2 separate regions of the Columba livia genome follow, and region 1 is linked to region 2. A link is a contact called in public Hi-C data. All regions are on one chromosome and are shown on one strand. The core of a region is the stretch at or near the end of the contact, and the rest is flanking DNA. Distances in the headings are between cores, read along the strand shown. Region 1 has its middle 12 kb from the start of ZFP64. Region 2 has its middle 32 kb from the start of ZNF217.

The links. Hi-C and Micro-C count contacts between places; a contact is called where the count stands out from the background.
Region 1: a contact with region 2 is called in a Hi-C map of liver, with 6 times the contacts expected there. The contact joins two enhancer-like sites. A contact is called at or near these places in 2 of 2 Hi-C or Micro-C datasets (crop and liver).

The regions. Positions count from the first base shown.
Region 1 is chr16:12,411,094-12,413,793 of bColLiv1.pat.W.v2, forward strand. No RefSeq gene overlaps it. Among named protein-coding and RNA genes, the nearest start is that of ZFP64, 12 kb to the right of the region's middle. Within about 2 kb of position 1,323, at least 2 of the 3 cell types and tissues checked have an H3K27ac peak away from gene starts, as active enhancers do.
Region 2 is chr16:11,942,493-11,945,192 of bColLiv1.pat.W.v2, forward strand. No RefSeq gene overlaps it. Among named protein-coding and RNA genes, the nearest start is that of ZNF217, 32 kb to the left of the region's middle. Within about 2 kb of position 1,274, at least 1 of the 3 cell types and tissues checked has an H3K27ac peak away from gene starts, as active enhancers do.

The DNA.
Region 1 (2,700 bases), core at 73-2,572, 470 kb after region 2:
GCCCTTGAATTTTTGTCTCTCTTCATCAGTTATGCACTTGGTCTGCAAAGAGTAGCTGCTTTGTTTGGCTTCCCATTTAACTTTTTAAAAAACAAACCAACCACCCTGAGGTTTCTCTTGTGCTGTTTATCCCGGAGATTCAGAGGAATCTCTGAGCAATACGCAATAATCACGTATATCACTGGGGTGCTCCCACCACCGCAGCGTGGTGTGGCAGCTGCAGGCTAAACAGTGTCTTCAGGTTAAGGATTGATCAAGTGTCCGTGGAACTTCCATGGTCCCTGAGGTGCCTTCTGCATTACACTGCTGTTTCCAAACTGGTGGGATTGGGGGGGGCAGGGGAGTGAAGCAGAGAATAGTAGATTTGGAGAGCTTCTGGCAGTTCAATGTTCCATTTTAAAGAAAAAATCTTTAGTCATCTCACTCACTTTCTTCTCTGCCACTTCACTGCATTTTGATCCTACAGGGGCTGTGAACTCCAAGCTAGGACTGTCTTTCTGTTTCTGCCTGTACAATGAAGAGCATAAGAACATATACAAATGTCCATATGTTGCTCCTGGCCGTGGCCACAGACTGGTGTCCACCATGGCCACTTGTGTCCAGTGTCCCACCTCTAGTGGGCAAATACGGAACACTGAAGAAAGTCACTCACTATGAACTTCCCCAGAATATTTTCAAATCATTTATGTTTATTAAATCACAGTTTATATATTCTTCTTCTCTGAATTTGCTCACTTTTTGAGTACACTTTTGAGCAGCAGTCAACAAAAATAATTGTTATCAGAATAACAGAAGATACAGAAGTTTTGCAATTTCTTAACAGTAGGAAACCCTTTGCTATTTGACTTTTCACTGTAATATGTTGGTAGAAATATGACTTCAGGTTTCAGAATTAAATGCATGCCTCAGTGGTTTAGTTTGTGCATTCATAATTATATTTACAATTAGAAATAATGCAATCATGATTTTTTTTTTAATCGGCTGAGTGCACAGAATGAGTTCAGAAGAAAATGTAGTTTTAAGCCATGCCTTCTTCCCCGCAATTTAGGGTCATTTAAGCTTCGTCTCCCACATACATGAGGAAATTATAGGCTAATGAAGTCCATATGGGGCAGTATTAGAGTTATAGATTGCTGGGTCCCTCTCTAGATTCCCTTTTGCACAGCAAAGCCCCAAATGCTGTGGATGCAGTAACAGGATATAAAATCACTGCAGCGACTCTGCACAGTTACACCGTGCAATGGTTTCCTGTAAATATTTTAATTCCTTTATAATGGAAGACTGAAGCTTTCAATGGAAAAGCAGAGAGGGCACACGGCATCCTGTAATGGAGAATTGCTGTGCCCTGGCAGGCAGGGTTAATGGGCATTGCCCTGCAGTAAAACGGCTCCTGTGAATCCTTGAAATGTCAAAGTGGCACAAAACAAGAGAGAGAACCAGGTGCTGCTGGTGTTAAAGGGAGACTGCAGGGCAGCGCCGAGCCCAAACGCATAATTCCTAGACACAGCATGTCATTTCCCATTGCTTACCTCTCATTAATACTAATCAGAATGGCTCTCTGTGAAAAATTGATTTTTAATCGGAAAAGTTAGATCTCTGATCCAGTGTTATTTTTCCTTGAAAAGCATTTCACTGGGAACTGATGGAGAATGTTCTTGTTTGCTGATAGTTTCAAAAGCACTGAACGACCTTTTTTTCCTTCAGTCTTTGGCCCAAATTCGCAACCAAAAATATTTGTTCACATGCTTTGCACAGTCATTGTTGTCAGAAATTCATATTCCATCAAAAAAACAAATTTCAATAGATGTTTTCACTTGATTGAGAAGCATATTAACGCTCAGATGCAAACAGGAGAGCGGACTCTAACAGTGGGCTTCTCCACTTCTCCGGATACTTTTCAACAGGACTGTCACGAGCAGCACGAGGTGCAGCAATGTCAGCTTTAATTAAAACCCTTTGGTTTACCTACTGCACTGAACAGCTGCAGCATAAACTGAGAAGCAAAGGCACCGCAACACGTACAAGTTAAGGTTTTGTTAAACACAAGCAGGAGACAGCACTGACATGAACCTCACACAAAGCTGTTTCATCCCAAAAATTCTAGAAAATGTTGATGACTTCTCCCTGAAATGTCCCACACAAATTTCTGCTGATTTTCAAAGAAATGTCAGCTAGAAAAATGTGCAGGTTGTTGGGTTTTTTTTTCTTCCCTGGAAATTAAAAGGCAACCAACTACTTCATGCTTAGATGTGAGTGGCTTATGAATCACTGCTAGGTACCATTAAATAAGTAGCCCACAGAATTGCTCCATCTAATTCAGTAACAATTAAAATGTAATCTTGCTCCCCAGGCTTTCCAAAGAAAACAATACTTCTTATAAGGTGGATAGTAGCTGTTTACTGATACAAGCCACAGTCAAATGTCGGAGATGTTTGAGATGAAGGGGCTTTAGGTAACCAATAGGTGTAGGTATCAAGTTCTTTTTGAATTTTGGTGTGACTGTAAGATTCGGCAATCCAAAATCTTACACCTCCATGAAGAGATGAGCTGCCCCATGTGCCTTTGCTCATCTTGATGAATTCACCTGCTGCTCCATCTCAGCTGGCACCTCTTTTAGGATGATCAACCTGGTATTTTGAGGCGGACGATGCAGCTCTCCAACTCTCTTGGCAGCAGAATGACTTGGGGTAAAAGCCCATC
Region 2 (2,700 bases), core at 24-2,523:
AGATTTTCTGATTAATTAAATGATGCATTTTACAATGTGCCGCACATCACTGAGACAGGCACTTCTCTGTGTGAAATCTTAGGTACGAAACTATTTGCATGAGCAAATCTGGCCTAATAAATAATTACGGAAAGCTTTGGCATTTAAAATTCATTTTACACATATGAAATGTTTTCATTAATCCTCTATGAAAGTCATGACCTAATTACTGATTTTTCATCCTGTTGAATAATTACTGGCGAGGAGCCTTCCCGCGATTTCATCCCTCCATCCTTGGTGCGGTTTGCTGGAACAAGTGGGACCCGTGTGAAGGGAGGAAACAACAGGCATCTGTTTTTCTGAAAATTCGGGAAAATCAGGTAATCGTTTTCACTTAAAGAAAAAACATCCCTCTTCTCTTCAGTTAAAAAAAGAGTAGTTCACATTTTGTCATGTTATTTCAGTTTAGGGTATTTCTGAATTTTTAATACATGTATATGTTCAAAAATCTAATTAAACATCACCAAATAAAGTCGTTCTGAGCAAACCAAATGAAATTTTAATGTCAAAGTTAAGCATAAGTTGTTCAAGAAAAGAAAAGGTCAGAACAACTGAGTGAAATTAGAATTAATTCAGAAATATGTTTTCACCAAACTTGCATTTTTTCCTCCTCTGTTCTTCCAAAAGCTCCAGAAGCTCCGCAGCACAAGGTATTCAGTGCATCTGCTTGCGGGTATCTGGGCTCAGTTACACAAGCGCTTCAGTTCTCTTTATTGCCCAGACAACATATTTTCCAGGACTAATTTTTTTGGCAAACTTTAGTGCAAATAAAACTTTAACACCTTCCCAGCGACAGTGTCGTGCGGTCGCTCCGTGTGTTCCAGAAAGTCGGATAAGGGTGAGATTTGGCACTTCTTAATTCCCGTTTCTCTTTGATTTACCTTCAGCATTATATGTGGGTTTGTATTTCTTCTCCTCCTCCCTCTGCAACAGTTATTGGAGGGTAAAAGGTAATTGAACTCCACGTTTCTATTCAAATTTGGTCTTGTAAAAGTCTCATTATAGCAGAACCTAAATCTGGGCCTTTGACATTTTGACAGAATCTGTTTTCAGGTTGAAAAATTTCTTTCCCAATAAGAATTTTGGTTGTTTTCCTGTTTGACTCCAAAAGCCTGGGCTGATCATCTTTAAAGCATTAGCACAATTGCTTACAGATGGACTTTTTATATAAAAAATGTGATTTTCCCCTTCTCTAACCTAGCATTATTGCTCTTTCCTAAACTCAGGGGCTTCTCATTTTGTTAGTTTAACCTGAGTGTATGCTGGAATGAGTTTATCCAGAGCTATTGACATTTCGTTAGTTTGGGAAAACAAGCAAACGGGATTAGCAGTGCGCTGCTGAGCGTCACAAGCAGGGCCCCGCTCAGTCCTTGTGTACACGTGGCCTCAGTTGTGCTGTGTCTTTGGTGCGGTTGGTTGTTTTCTAGGAGGCTGAGGGGAGATCATCTCTCGCTCTTCAACCACCTGAGAGGAGGCTGGAGCACGGAGGGTGTTGGTCTCTTCTCCTGAGTAGCAAGCGGTAGGATGGGAGGAAATGGGCACAAGTTGCGCCAGGGAGGGTCAGAAGTGATGTTAGGAAAAAATGTATTCACGGAAAGGGTTGTGAAGCGCTGGAACAGGCGGCCCTGGGAAGTGATGGAGTCACCATACCTGGAGGGGTTTAAAAGATGCAGAAATGAGGCTCTTAGGGACACGTTTTAGTGCCAGATTTAGGTTATGGCTGAGCTCGATGATCTTAAGGGTCTCTTCCAACCAAAATGATTCTATGATTCTACCTGCCGTGATAGAAGCCTGGCCCTGTGCACTCCCGGTGACACCAGCACGCTCCCAGTGACACCAGCACACCCCTGGTGACACCAGCATGCTCCCAGTGACACCAGCACACTCCCAGTGACACCAGCACACCCCTGGTGACACCATCACATTCCTGCTCTCCATGTGTGCTGATGGATGAAGGAGAACGGGGGTCCCAGCTCATTGCCTGGCAGCTGGGCTGTCTGTGCTGCATCCTGGGAGGGTCTCCATCATCATCATCCTCAGGACCCTGACTCCTTCCTGTGAACAAGGAAAGATCTTCTCAGTAGTGAGGAGCAACTTAATACAGCCTGAACTTTTGTACCCTGTTTCGGATTGTTTTTCTTGTGATATTTGTTAGTTCTCTTTCCGTGAGGACAGCCTGAGCTCTGGAGCCCACTTAAAAGCTTGGTTTGCTCCAGATTTGCCTGTGAGCTGGGGCTGAGGAGTTGGTGTGAGCCAGGAACAGATGCTGAGGGTATGTAGGGTTGCCTTTTGTTCCTCTAAACTTTTGTTTTCCTGGCCATAAATCTGCCTAATAAACTGCCCTGAGCGACATAAACCTCTGAAGCGGCTGTGCCGGCTGGCTCAGGACCTCGGGGCGCTGGAACTGCTGGGGAAGCTCAGTGCGTGCCCGAGTGTGTGCGATGGCCCCACAGGGAAATGTCCCCAGCCCGGGTACCCCCTCGCCCGCGGAGGGGACCAGGACTAAGAATGGAGCTGTCTGTGAAGGATGCTCAGCTTGGGTGGCACTTTGTGCTTTTAAATTTCAGAGCAAACTGCGGTTCCTTCCCATTTTGTGGTGTCTCGGAAGGTGGGTCTGACAATCCCATGGCAAACCCAGCCCCTGCTCCCGGGCTCTGCTCT